3 separate regions of the Mus musculus genome follow, and regions 1 and 3 are each linked to region 2. The links are chromatin contacts, called in public ChIA-PET maps. All regions are on one chromosome and are shown on one strand. Each heading gives the region's core, a stretch centred on a gene start, on an enhancer-like site or on the middle of the called end of the contact. The rest is flanking DNA. Distances are from core to core; before and after follow the strand shown.

Region 1 (4,382 bases), core at 1,820-4,319, 520 kb before region 2:
CCTGTGTCCCAGGGCCAGCCCCCGAGCCTACCTCACCACGGCCCTGGGCCCGCTTCTGGTTTCGGGCTTCCTGTTTAGCTCTGCGGGGCTCAGAGCCTGGCTCCAGGGCAATGGGAGACAGCTCTTGCCCGTTCTCCTGGCACTGCAAACCTGGCACCAGCTCTTGGGTTCCCAGAGGTTTCTTCTGCCAAAGAGATAACAATTAGGCCCTGTTGAATACATTGGGTATCCCCAACTCCCATACACGCAACTGGAACATACCAGGAGAGAGGGCCACGTGAGCAGAGGCACCTTCTTGGGTAGTACTAGCTGTAGAAGACCACCCTTGCGAGCCTGCACTTTGGTGCAAGAACTTTGTATTTCAGCAAAGAAGACACCACCCCACTGCCGACCATCTGTAAAAAGAGTGGCAAAAGTAACCTGGAGTGGGGGTATCAGAGCACTCAAAGGTAGCCCTGTTCTCGGGGTACACGGACGCACCTGGAAGCCTCACCACACAGTCCGTGTCTGTGAACGCAGCATCTACATCCTCCAGACGTACGGGACCTGTTCCCACGCGCAGCTTAACAATCACCTCATCTGCACTCTGCCTCCAATCGAGCAACAATTCTACAGGGAGAGAGGGGTAGAGATCAGAGGGGTCTCAACAAGGTGCTAATGGTGACAGACAGGTACACGAGCCAAGCCTACCGCTCCAGATGGGAGCTAAATTCTCCTTTCTCTCACGTAGCACTCAGTACTCACCATCTTTGGTTGGTTCCTTTCGAGGAAGGGACACTGGCAACAAAAGGAACAGACAGGAATGAGTGAGCCAGACCCCAGACACTCCCATCTCATTAATCTTAGCCACGTCTCTCAGGTGGAAAGCCCAGGTTCTACCCAGCCTGCCATGGATCTTTTTCTCCCCATCAAACCAGGATAGAGGAGGAAGAGACAGGACCCCCACCCCCACCCCAATACTTGCATGTCCAGTGATAAGGGAAGCCGTAGGCACTCTGGAAAAGCCCCTCCTACCTCTCCTAGCATCTCCATCTTTACTTTCCAGGTTTGCTCGATCCTTCTGTTTCTTCTTACTAGTGGCCTCTTCCAGTCCTGGCGGCCCCCTCCTGGGCCCTGTAGCACTGGCCCCTGCAGACATCTTGAGCCGCTTGGTAGCCAGCCAGAGTGGCCCAGAGTCGGCAACAGCGTCTGGGTCAGGGCTGCGGCGCTTTCTTCCCGGCCCAGCTATCTTGGCAACTCTTTGTGGCCAAATTCTTCAGCAAAGAACCAAGAGCCTAATGAAAATAGACCACGAGTCACTGCCAAGGCCAAGTGATCTGCTCCCTGCCTACAAGGGCTGAGCAACGCAGGCCTCTCTGAACCCTAATGGGCAGGATTCTCACCAGCTGAGGCAGCCATGCGCACTGTGAGGCTACCCTGTGAGGAAATAAATAATTCAAGCAGTGGCAAGTGCTTCAGGCCACGCCTCCTGGGTATCTACAGAAACCCACAACGCTGGAAGGCTGCACTGAGGAAGTGCTAGGTCAAGGCAGTTGTGGCCTGGGACCAGGATCATCCTCTGGATGAGAGCCATGGCTCCAACCCACAGGTCTGCACTCTGAGCAGCCTGCTCTGCTTCCTTCACTCTCGCCGGCTGCTTAGTCACCGCCAGACAAGTAGAGAGTGAAGGAGTCAGGCAGCAGAGAGGGAGACCAAGGAATAGTCAGAGCAGCAGAAGGGCAGACTCTGAAGCTGAAAACGGCCCCAGGTGCTGCCACTAACCAGAAAGGCTCTGGTACTAAAGCATCTAGTCTGCTTCCTGCCGGCTCCTATTTTTTGCCATAAACCAGCTCCTGAAACTTGATCTTTTGTTTCCACCTAAAGAAGGATCGATCTCTCTCTCCTCAGCCTTAAAGATTAGGAGTGGAGGCGGGTGGTGGTGGCGCACGCCTTTAATCCCAGCACTTGGGAGGCAGAGGCAGGCGGATTTTCTGAGTTCGAGGCCAGCCTGGTCTACAGAGTGAGTTCCAGGACAGCCAGGGCTACACAGAGAAACCCTGTCTCGAAAAAAAAAAAAATGAGGAGTGGACTCCAGTTTTAAGACACGGTGATAGGCTTAACAACGAAACAGACATCACCCCTGTCTCCAGGTTCCTTCCTTCATCATCAGCTCTGAGCCACGGAGGCCTGATCTGTTTCCCACCTGTGTGTGGATTCGGGCTCCCTCCATCCAAAGTGAAGTTCTCAAAACTAGTGAGGGTGGAGATGGAACGTAGACCTAGTACTAGCCCTGGCAGCCTCAAGCCCGGCTTGCGAGACGAAGGAGATTGAACTGTAGCCTGTGTTCCCTTAGGGGAGAGTGGGGTGATAAAAATACCCTTGGACGATAAGAGTGATGAGCGGAATCTTTAGTGACAGTCCGTCCAGGCCTCTGGGCAGAGCACCCGCCGTTTCCTCCTTACACCGAGGCCCGATTCACAGCCGGAATCCCTCCCCCATGCTCTGAAAGCCGTCGAAGCGGCAGAGAAACTATCCGGAGATCCCAGCTGGTTAGAGAAGCTGCGCAGAGTTACTGAACGCAGACCAACGCCCCGGCTAGGATGCTGCCCTCCTCCAGCCTCCGAATCCCAGGCCTGCCACCACCTCCTCCAGGAAGCCACCCTCGCTCGCCGCTAATCCTCTTAAAAACAGAGAGGCCGGCCACAGGGGTAGCATAACGGCTCGGTCGGCATCGGTAGGCCGAGCACGCCGCGAGGCTCGAGATGTCGGGGCTGGCACGGCCCGTGACCTTGAACAGGCCCGCCCCGGGCCAACCTTGCGGCCTTCCCCCGCTGCGGCCAAACCGGCGACTTGAGGCCCACACCACTCACCGAGCGAGACCGCCGCCACCAGCCCTCTTCGGGCCCTGGCAACACGCTCTCGATTCCGGTTCCGGCGTCGGGTCGGTTCCGGTTCCGGCGCGCCCCTCCCCCGTCCCGGCTCCTCCGCCACCGCCGCCTTCGCCGCTGCTTCAGCCGCTTGTTTTGTTTCGACTTCTAGCTACGGCTACGGGAGGCGGGGTGCCGAGCTGATGACGCACTTCCGGCAAGAGTGGGAGCTCTTGGTGAAGGGCAGCTTTGGGGAGGGCGGGAAAGGAAGAGGAGGGGTTCCGGTGCTCGGCCTCTGCTGGTAGCCTACAGCTGATGGCGTGTATAAAGGTCCTCCGCCCCTCCCATCAAAGGCCAGACAACACAGAGGAGGTTCACACAGGTTTATTGAAAGCTCTTGCTAGCCAGGAGCTCTTTAATGTGCGGACGATCGTGTGCAGAACAGTGCTTGGCGACAAGGCTAGGCCCTAGGGAGTGGTCACTGGCAGGTGTTGTAGATCTGGACCTGCAAGTTGATGGCCTGGAGCACACTGCGCATCCTGGCTTCCAGCCCATCCAGCTGGGCCGCTTTGCCCTCCAGTGCACGCTCGTTCTCCTCATATGTGCCCTCCAGCTCTAGAAGGGTCAAGAAATAGTTCAAGTCTTTTCTCACGCAAGCCCACCTTTCTAGCTCCCGCCCACCATGGTCCTCACCCTGTAGCCGCTGCAGCTTATCCTGAGCGGCCTGCAACAGGTCCCGAGCCTCATCCCGCAGTTGTTCTGCCCTGGCTTGTGCAGCCAGAACACCTTCAGCCTTCCGCTCTGCCAACGCCCTCACTGTTTGGTATTGGTCACCTACTTGTTCCCGTAGTTGCTGCAGATGTAAGAGGCAGGGTCGGTATACTAATTCAGTGGAATTCTAACTATAATACCCCTACCCCATCCAGAGGGCTTCGCCCAACCCACTTTCTCAGCCTCCCTGGCACGGCTCTGGGCACTGCCTGCTGTTTCTTCCGCTGTAGATGCTGCCAGGCTATTTCCTGCCCGTTTCAGTTTCAGGGCCTCCAGGAGGGCGTCTAATTGCCGAGCCCGCTCACCGGCAGAGTTCAGAGACTTCTCTGCACCTGCCATCCTCTCCTGGACCTGCCACAGAAAGGCCCAGGTTTAACAAATCCACCTTTAGTACCAGCAACTGAGAAGGAGAAGCAAGTTGATCTCTGTAACTTCCAGGCTGCCCAGGGCTACACAGTAAGACCTCCCTGTCCCAGACAAAGCAAGCCAGATCCTTAGTACATGCCCATCACCTCGTCCTAAGGAAGTCATACCCGCTGCAGGGTCTGCTCTGTGTTTTGTGTGTCAACCACTGCTCCCCAGATGGCACCCTGAGCAGCTCCTTGTGCCCTCTGAGCCTCCTCCAGTGCCGCTTGGACTGTCTCTGCCTTCTGTCTCTCACCCTCGGCCCGGCTCCTGAGGAAGAGGGGAGATCAGGGTCTACAGGTATCAGGACCAGGTTTCAGGAATGGGGACCAGGCTTGGGGGTCAGACCGTGCCCGGTGC
Region 2 (4,792 bases), core at 1,374-3,873:
TCTGAGGGCCTCTGCCAACTCCTAATTCCTACTCCCCTTGGATCCCATCTGAGGGCTACAGCTGGGTTGGTAACGTGCTCTGTGGCTGCTTCTGGGTATGGGTGCCCTCTGGCACACACACTACCTGCCCGCTTTCCCAGTCTCTCCCTTTCCCCACATGTGCCTACCTTTAGGACCTCCTGAGCAGCCACTCCTCCCATAATGGCTGCCATGGGGCTTAAGGTACCAGCACTACTCAGGGCAATTGTGCGGAGGAGAGCCTCATCCAGTGACTCTTCTTCTGTCCCTTTTAGTGGCTCCAGGTCCTGGGCCAGCTCCACCACAGTCTCTGCATCATCCTGTGGGATGGCACTCAGGCATAGCATGTGTGGGTCTAGTAGCCCCAGCTTGAATTCTAACCTTCCACTCAAAGTCTTCAGGCACCCATCTACCCTGTTCCACAGAAGCAGCAGATTCCTAAGTGGGAAAGCCTGACATTGCTGCTAGACTGGGAAGTGCTACTGAAGGATGTCCAACACCAGCCAGAGACACTGAAGGCATCCTCAAATGAGCACAGCTTCCGACCTGCTTGTGATGGCTTAAGGGTGGAGCAAGCAGGCATCTCCAGGCGGTAGGCCTGGTACATCTATGGGCACAGCCTCCAATGGAGTGAGATCTGAAAGGTGAGACCCAGAAAGGCAGAGACTGTGTATTGCGCGATGTGGGGCCACTCACAGGATCCCATGGCTTGGGTAGCCGGCCATGAAGTTGCTGGAACTTGTGCAGTACATGGAAGGCCTGATGTAGGCAGTGAGCACGCTGTACTTCCTGAGTATTCTGAGCCACCACATGGGGCTGAAGCAGAGCTATGTCCAGGGGCTTCTGTAGGGGGTCGGGGTTGCTTGGCTCAGGGTCAGGTCTATAACACTCCGCACCCCTTCACGTAGCCAGGTGCTCCCACCCCAGGTGTTCTTGTACGCACATGCCTCACGGTCTTGGGTCTCTTGACTTCGGTGACAACCCCACCTCTCAAGTAACGGGAGAAAGTTGTCGTATCTCCAATCTCCAAGGACCCGTCTTCTGTGAGAGAGCCATCCTAATAAGTTATGACCCCCTAAATATAACTTGTTTCCACACAGCTGAGGCAATGGTTGGAGCGGTATTGGCTTACTCTGCACACGGACAGACTGTGGAGAACAACTGTTGAGTTCAACCATGCCTTCAATGTCTGAGAAAATCACCAAGTCCCCATCGTGGAAGGAATGTCTTTTGGTGTCTCCTCTCAGGGTGACAATGCCGGGGAAACCCTGAGTGAGAGATGGCTTGTCTTCAGAGTGCCTGTACCTACCTTCCACGGGCCCTGGCACCTTTCTCTGGACATCAGGGAAACCTCTACATCTGAGCACCCACCTGAGAGATGTCCTGGATGGCAGCTGTCATGGGTTCTACCTCAGTAGGGTCCAAAACTGTGAAGTCCTCACCAAAGTCACAGAATAACCGCCTAGTGTGGGTGGCGGAAGTTACTGAGGAAGCTCATTAGTTGTGAGTAGGGGGCACTAGGACAGGCCCAAAGGGGAAGGAATTATAGGAAAGCTGTGGAGACTTTGGTTTGGGCATGCAGGGTGCACTAAAGCAGGTCTGCATGCTGAGGTGGAGAAACAAGGGCAAGACTGTAGTCCAGAGCATCCTTGTAAGCTCTAGGCTGAGTCGGGGAGGATGGGGCAAGCTAAGGGCTGGGCAAGGCATTAGGACCAATTGCTGGCAGTGATGTGGTGGGGTACACAGGTAGTCTCCTCACCCCACAAGGCCCCGGGTTTCAGCCATCAGGAAGCGGACTCCATGCTTGTGACACAAAGGTCCCACCTTCAGCTGGTCTTCCAGCTTGGAGTCAGTCAGCACCACTACCTAGATGGACACCGTGATTGATCAGCAGGCCCGGAATCACTCGCCACCTTCTCTCTGCCGTTAAGGGCAGGAGGGAGGTACTAGGCTAGCATGCAAAGTGGCTCTGGGGAAAGCACCTGAAAACCCTGCAGTAGGTCCTCAGTGATGTCGCCACTGTGGACGGAGATCTGGACAGCTTCATTGAGCTGAGCCAATTGCGCCTGAGAGGCCTCAGCCCTGTTCCTTCCCAAGCTCTCTTCTGAAAGGAAACACTAAGGACAGCTCAGTGCAGCTTGATCAAGGAGACTCCCCTTTGGCCTCTGCTCTGGGAGGCAGCATAGAGACCCCCAAGAACTCTTACCTGAGCAGCCAAGTCAGCCCAGCAGGTGGGATGGGGATCATGCAGGGTGAGGCTGCCCACACCTGTAAGGACTAGGTTCTTGGCCACCTCAGCTCCCAGACCCTGCAGGCCACATAGCAAGACTTTGGCTTCCTGGATCCTCTGCATAGCAGGCAGGCCCAGTACATACCTGTGGTTAAGAAGAAGGAGGTGGCAGCTGGGGACCAAAGGTCTGGAAGCCACCCGACTTGGTTATCCCACCTTGAGACTTACAGCTGCCTGGAGTATAACTCTTCATCCATCCTCAGTCGTGGGGCTGGAGAGGAGGCTGTAGGGCTCACAGGAGGGGGCAAGGAAAACAAGGCAAACAGGCCCCAAAGCGCTGGTTGCTGCTGGTTACAGCTCTCTTTCTGCTTCCTCTATGATTTCAGGAAACCAAAAGTGAAACTAGACTGAGTTGGTTCCTGGTCCTCCCAGTGAATGAGGACAGATATCAGTGCTCTGCAGGCCAACTGGGGTTTATCGCTTGGATAAGTCCCAGTGTTACAAGAGGCCAGTGACTCTCTGAGTCAGACCTGAGAAATGAGAAGCTCAGGCAGCCACAAAATGAAGACATGTGTCACATATATATTTTAAACTTTTGTTTTGAAATAACTGTAGACTCACAATAAGTTGTGAAAATAACACAGGGTGTTGCTGTGTTCATGCGTATTTGTGGGTGTGTTTTCCATCACCATATATTAATTACACATAATAATGTGCTTCGTTATGGCACTTTTATACGTGTACATTTTGATCATATTCATCTGTTAGCTTCTCTATCCTCCTCCCACTCTTGCTGTTCCTCTTGGTGACTTGGTGAGTTTTGCAGACGTTTCATACAAGAGGATGGGCGAGAGGTTATTTATGGAAGCCAGGGGCACCTTATCAGTGGTTACAGAACTAAAGAAAATGTCTCACCCTCCTGGAGGGGCGAGGCCTCATGAGTCCCTGTTCCTCCCATGATAGGATGCTTCACAAGCCCAAATTTTGTACAGATCTTGTGCAGGTCACAACTACTGTGAGTTCAAGAGCACAACAGCCATTTGTGGCCAGAAGATCATGTTCTGCAAAGACTCCATCCTCCACTTCTAAAGCTATCGCGTCCTGTTTTTCATGGCGTTCCCTGAGCCTTGGCTAGAGCAGATCGAGATGTTCCTTTAGGGCTGAACATTCAGGTCACTTCTCTACACACTGACCGGTTATGAGTCCCTGCAGGCACCACTGCCCTCCACAAAAGGAAGCCTCTCTGATAAAAGCCCACAGTGGCCCCGCGCTAAGGTCACTAACATGACTGTCATTCTACCATGAGGGCCTATGACCTACCCAATCACTGTTTTTTTTTTTTTTTTTTTTTTTTTTTTTTGGATCAGGTTTATAATACCAGACATGAATTCTCTCCCTCCTGTGGAGTGGGCTCAGTTCCAATAAGAAAGTAGTTGCTGTCACCACAGCAGGCTCGAAGGCACTAGATCCATCTTGCTACTGTTTGTTTGTTTTTGTTGTTTTTGTTTTTTTAAAGACAAGGTTTCTCTGTGTAAACCAAGCTGTCCTCGAACTCAGACATTCCCCTGCCTTTGCCTCTGAGTGCTGGCATTAAAGACACGCACCATCACCAGCCAGTTGAGTTGTTTGTTTGCTTGCTTTGTCTTTATAAAAGTCTCATCATGTAGCTCTGGCTCTGGTCTGGAACTTGCTATGCAGACCAGGTTGAAATCATAAACAGGGCTTGTCTGTGTTTGAGTGCCAGAGTTAAAGGTGCGAGCCGCTACTCCCAGCCTTGATGCTTTTATTTTATTTTTTATGATTACAGCAAGCATGGGAACTACCTTGTGATGGTACTTGGGACTGAACACAGGCCACCAGACTTGGCAATGAGTAACTGCTGCACTGTCTCACTGGCCCCATAGTTGTTTTGATCTTTTTTTTGTTTTTGTTTTTTTTTTTTTTTGTTTTTTGTTTTTTTTGTTTTTTACAGAGACAGGGTTTCTCTGTATAGGCCTGGCTGTCCTAGAACTCACTTTGTAGACCAGGCTGGCCCCGAACTCAGAAATCCGCCTGCCTCTGCCTCCCAAGTGCTGGGATTAAAGACGTGCGCCACCACACCTGGCTTTGATCTGTTTTTAATGTTGCACGTATGGTTGTTTTGCCTGTGTGTATATGTGCCACATATACCTGGTGCCTGTGGAAGCCAGAAAAGGGTGTAGAATCCTCTGGAACTGGAGTTACAGACGGTTGTGAGCTGCTGTGAGTTCTGGAAACAGAGCCTAGGACCTCTGGGAGAGCGACAAGTGCCCTTAACCACTGAGCCATCTCTCCAGTCCCTATTTTTGTTTTTTGGGGACAGGGTCCCACATAGTCCAGGTTGGCTCATTATAGTCAAGGATGCCCTTGAACTTCTGACCCTTCTGCCTTTATTTCCTAAAAAGGGATGGCATCGCCACACTCAAGATTATGTGATGCTGGGCACGGAAAGCACTCTACCAACAGAGCTACATACTCAGCTGTGCTTTTCAAAGTTCTGTTGTTGTTTGTTTTTGTTTTAGGGAG
Region 3 (4,663 bases), core at 899-3,398, 580 kb before region 2:
ACGTTACAGACATGTAGACAGCAGAGGCACAGCAGGAAGAAGGGATGGATGCAGGGATCACATGAAGTAGTAAGAAACATAGCTGAGCATTTTCCTTGGACAGGAAATGAGACTGTCAGCAGTGTCATAGAAGTAAAAAGAAACTGCATGCTTCCTCCAGTCTGGGCTTAGACCTTAGTTTCTCCTCAGCCAGTGGCACCCACCTCTTCCAAGAACCGGTCATGCTCTTCCTCCTTGAGGAAATCAATGTCCCTTGAGGAGATGATGCCCACCAATCGACTCCCCATCCGGCCTGTATCTGTGATGGGGATACCACAGAAGCCATGCCTGGCTTTGGCCTCAAAAACATCGCGTACACGATCCTTGGGGCTAAGGACCACGGGGTCAGTGATGAATCCCTGTTCGTATTTCTGGAAGGAATGGTGAGAAGGTCACTGTATCTTTGATATCACTGTCATCAGGCCCCTGTTCTAAAGGATGAGGTCCATGCCTAAGTGTCCTGTATAGCAGAGCCACGGAAACAAATGAAATGAAATGCTCAAACATGGACATAGGGGGTCTGGAAGCACCGTGCGTGCTCTAGCTAAGAAATGGGGTCTTGGGTCTTCCTCCTCAGTAGCTGAAGCTCACAGCAGGAGAAAGGACGCTTAGCAAAACAAACCCTCCACTTCCACCCCACGCCTCTAATTCCCAGCAACTCTTGGCCATGATGCTTGGCCTTCTAACCTTCACTTTCCGAACTTCATTGGCCTGGAATTCAGGTGTGCAGTTGTGGTGGATGAAACCAATACCTCCTGTAAGCTACAAGACGAACACACAAGTAAGTGATAAAACAGAAACACAATCTTTGGCTATAAGATGGCACCCATGGCGCTCAAGCCTTACCGCCATCGCGATGGCCATTCCAGCCTCTGTGACAGTGTCCATGGGTGAGGAAACCAATGGGGTCTTTAGTGTAATCTTCTTAGTTAGAGCAGACGTCAAGTCCTGAGGAGAAAAAGGACCAGCAAAGGAAAATACAGCTTATTCCTCAGGGTCCATCCCAGGAGCCCTGGGTGAGCTGCCATGTTCACCACAAAGCCTAGCCTGGTGCAGTAAGCTCACAGTAACGAACAGCAGCATCTTACCCCTCCTAGATATTTACCAATCCAGTTCCTAGAGTGGGTACAGGGGCACATGCCTACTGTAATAACAGTACCCACTCAGAAACAAGACTGAGCGTTGACACTAATAATTAGGGTCAACAAAACCACTTCTGGAACAGCCAAAGTAATGTAGGCAGGCTGTCTCAAAAACAAAATAGAGCCAGGCAGAAGTAGCGCACGCCTTTAATCCCAGCACTTGGGAGGCAGAGGCAGGCGGATTTCTGAGTTCAAGGCCAGCCTGGTCTACAGAGTGAGTTCCAGGACAGCCAGGGCTATACAGAGAAACCCTGTCTCAGAAAAAAAAAAAAAAAAAAAAGGAACCCCCCAAACCAAAAATCCAGTGCCTTATTACTCACCACCTGATCTGCAGTGAAGTCGATATACCCAGGAAGAATGAGAAAATCACTGTAGGAGGGAAATAAGCAGGTCTCTCAGGCTTGTGACACCAAGAAACTTCAACTCCATATATCATCCCATAAAACTCTTGAGCAGGGAGTTGTACCAGCAAGTGTGACACAGGCAAAATGTCACTGGGTGGATGCCACCGAGGTGTCATTAGTGCACGCTAACATATTCCACATATCCAGAGAACTGTGTCTCACGACTCAAGTATTAAATACTATTGAAATCACCCTCTAAACCCCTGCCCCTGCTTCACATATGTCGAAGTTAGTCTTCGGCGATAAGGAATTCCCGGATTCTGTTCCCCATCCGCTCCCACCAGTTTCAATGAAGCCCTCCCTCATCCGGCCTTCTCGCCAGCGTGCGGCCCCTCGCCTCGCCCCGATGGGTGCCCTAGACCCGCACTTGTAGGTGAGGCCGTCCCCGCAGTTGAAGAGCTGCTGCGCTGTGAGCCCGTCGTCCGGCACGTAAGAGGTGCCTCCGCTAATCAGGTAGTCCGCCATGACCACGGAGGAAGACAGACGCGTGGCTCCGAGAACCGCGCCGCTCCGAGGACCGCGCCGCAGAGGCCTCTGCCGTCCGGACCGCGCCAATATAAACTAGATTATTCCGTCACACGTTGCGTGCGTCGATGACGCCAGGCGTAGGGCGTGCGTACTGAGGGCCACGCCCCGTATAGAGGCGGAGCTGGCAGAGCTGGGTAACCACGTGCTTATCGAGCTCACAGGCCCAAGGCCAAAGGCCTGTTTCCTGTCCCACCCCTCCCCGCATCCCACCACAGCAGGATCCAGGCCCATTCAATTAAGTTTTGTTTCCACTCCCCCGCCCCCGCAGAGCTCCTCCCCCAAATAAAGACACGTTCTCCAGTAGCTTGTTGAAAAGACGTGCTTGTCATTCTTAATAAACAACTAGAATAAGAATACATAAGAGAAAGAGTGGTATCTTTATATGATACACAAGTGTATGTTACAAGAATTCCATCAGGCACAGGAGCCTCATTTTTAAGGCCTCAATGTTAGGCCAAAAAAAAAAAAAAGCGCATGGTAAAGTTTTTACTTTAACTTTTATGTCACTTGTCATAAAGAAGGGTGTAATAGAAATTGTCTGGATAAAAATCATAATTGAAGTTCCCCTTATTCTTCTTCCATCAAGATGTTAAGTTTATGTCTGAGCATTACAAAAAAAAAAAACAAAAAACAAAAAACAAATGTGGCTCTGAGTGGTCAGTAAAGTTTGCCGATTCCGAGTGACAGGCTGATGCATCAGCAGCTCCATCTTCCCTGAGGAAGGGAAGGGTCTGTATCTCTCCATACAGTCCAAGTTCCTTTCCCCACGCCCCAGACAAAAGAAAAAAAGAGAAAAGAAAAAGCCAACCACTTCCTAGGACACCAGGTTCTCAGAAAACCCAGATCCCTATGAACCAGGGGTCTGCCCATTTTATGAAGATGCAAAGAGGGCAATATCGTCTTTTACATTTTGAACAGAAGTAGCCTGAAAAGCATCATAACTACAAATTAAAAAAAAATGTGGAGGCCTCTCCTTTAGTGTGAAAGTCTGTCTGGTTTTTCCTGGATCTTTTTTCCTATAGCTGAGGCACCTCAGTGCATGGTGGTTGCATTGGCCACGGCAATGGCTTCTTGGATTTCTCGTATAACCAGGATCCGGGTCAGCATCTGTCCCATCTGTTCTCTGCTGATAGGCTGGACTGAGTACCAGATTGGGCTGTTGGGAGCTACAACTGGCTCAGGTGTCAGGTAAAAGGTGTCATTTCGGCCTTTCACACTCTGAGGGCTGAAGAAGAATTTCAGTAAGTAATAGCATAATTCTAACCCTTCCTGTTTGAGCCTCCCAAACAATTTCAGGTTGAACTACTTAAATCTATCTATATCCCATTGGCAGCAGATAAGCATCTAGAAGACCTAGCTCCAGCTGTTTACCCACATTGTTTTTAACTCAGCAGCAAAGGCCAATAACCACCTTCTCTGGGCTCAGTACCTCTTCAGTACTCAGTACCTCTTCAGTACTCAGCGTGCTCCAACAGTCTCACAGCCATTCCCTCATCCACTCAAAATTTAAGGAACATGTGTCAGCTTTATATTAGGTACAGATGTTAATTAAGTGGGCAGGGTTCCTGACATGTTATAAAAATATGTAAGAACTGATACTAGGTAAGAGCGACAGAGGAAATAGCTGAGGACAAAGGTAGGCGATCTAAATATGCTTTATTGGAGCTGCTAGTAATGTCCAGAAAAGGGAAAACTCTTGGATGTAAAGTATGGTTATGGGCTTTTCAAGCAGCAGACATGAAATAGCAATGCAAGTGCATTGGGAAATTGTTCATCACTTATAGAAGAGTGACGAACTCACTGAAGGTTTTATTCTAATGAAAGTACAAAGACCCATAGCCACAAAAGCTGTTCTGACATTGATAGGAAGAGGATGTACCAACCTGCTATGACAAGAATACAATCAGAAACCTAAAGGAACCCCAACACCCCTATGCTGATGGCACCAGCAATAAACTTTGAGCCAGTGACAATGTCCACCGTGTGATTTTAAAAGAAAAAAGCTGCTCTTGCTTCTCTCTTGCCCTCTTGGGCTATTCCCTTCCCCCTCTCTTCCCTATTCCCTTCCCCCCTTCTCTCCACATGCTCATGGCTGGCCTCTACTTCTCTATTCTCTCCCCCTCTCTGCCTTTTCTGCCACTACTATCCTCTTGACTCCCCCCCTTTGCCCTTAATAAACTCTATTCTATACTATAAAAAAGAAAGAAAGTAAAGAAAAAAGCCTTTGTACCTGTATACCCTCTGTGAAGTTACGTCAGAGCCTGCTGTGGTGATGCACACTTTTAACCTCAGTACTGTCTGTCAAAGGCAGACAGATCTCTTGTGTGAGGCCAGCCTAGTTACAGAATGATTTATAGGCCACCCAAAGCTACATAGAAGAAACAATGTCTCAAAAGAAGTGGCTAGTGGAGTTCATGATCCATTTATACTATAGTGTTGTGTATATGACACTTTTTGGCTAGGTGTGGTGGGAGAGACCATTACTCTGAGCACTCAAGAGGCAGAGGGAGGTAGACAGTGTGAATTCAAGTCTGAGGCCAACCTGATCTA

What was found. ChIA-PET counts read pairs in DNA pulled down with a chosen protein or histone mark.
Region 1: a contact with region 2 is called in an RNA polymerase II ChIA-PET map of memory CD8 T cells, with 34 read pairs. The contact joins the promoter of Usp19 here to the promoter of Uba7 in region 2. A contact is called at or near these places in 1 of 39 promoter capture datasets (erythroid cells), 2 of 115 datasets of contacts at active chromatin or transcription factors (large pre-B cells and memory CD8 T cells) and 1 of 9 other capture datasets (liver).
Region 3: a contact with region 2 is called in an RNA polymerase II ChIA-PET map of memory CD8 T cells, with 111 read pairs. The contact joins the promoter of Impdh2 here to the promoter of Uba7 in region 2. A contact is called at or near these places in 1 of 39 promoter capture datasets (erythroid cells), 5 of 115 datasets of contacts at active chromatin or transcription factors (bone marrow-derived dendritic cells, bone marrow-derived macrophages, effector CD8 T cells and 2 more) and 3 of 9 other capture datasets (adipose tissue, liver and macrophages).

Annotation. Positions count from the first base shown.
Region 1 is chr9:108,489,363-108,493,744 of GRCm38.p6, reverse strand. Usp19 (ubiquitin specific peptidase 19) reads right to left here and starts at 3,069. Exons shown (of 27, transcript NM_027804.4): 1 at 2,850-3,069; 2 at 1,015-1,274; 3 at 745-777; 4 at 481-609; 5 at 262-395; 6 at 1-181. The coding sequence starts at 1,138. Lamb2 (laminin, beta 2) reads right to left here. Exons shown (of 33, transcript NM_008483.3): 29 at 4,371-4,382; 30 at 4,151-4,292; 31 at 3,792-3,968; 32 at 3,540-3,699; 33 at 3,215-3,461. The coding sequence ends at 3,325.
Region 2 is chr9:107,973,398-107,978,189 of GRCm38.p6, reverse strand. It overlaps Uba7 (ubiquitin-like modifier activating enzyme 7), which reads right to left and starts at 2,623. Exons shown (of 24, transcript NM_023738.4): 1 at 2,477-2,623; 2 at 2,225-2,393; 3 at 2,001-2,135; 4 at 1,778-1,884; 5 at 1,390-1,480; 6 at 1,151-1,286; 7 at 962-1,059; 8 at 715-861; 9 at 168-338. The coding sequence starts at 2,505.
Region 3 is chr9:108,557,921-108,562,583 of GRCm38.p6, reverse strand. It overlaps Impdh2 (inosine monophosphate dehydrogenase 2), which reads right to left and starts at 2,148. Exons shown (of 14, transcript NM_011830.5): 1 at 1,953-2,148; 2 at 1,502-1,550; 3 at 886-987; 4 at 727-801; 5 at 204-410. The coding sequence starts at 2,050. Qrich1 (glutamine-rich 1) reads right to left here. Exons shown (of 10, transcript NM_175143.5): 10 at 2,417-3,338. The coding sequence ends at 3,146.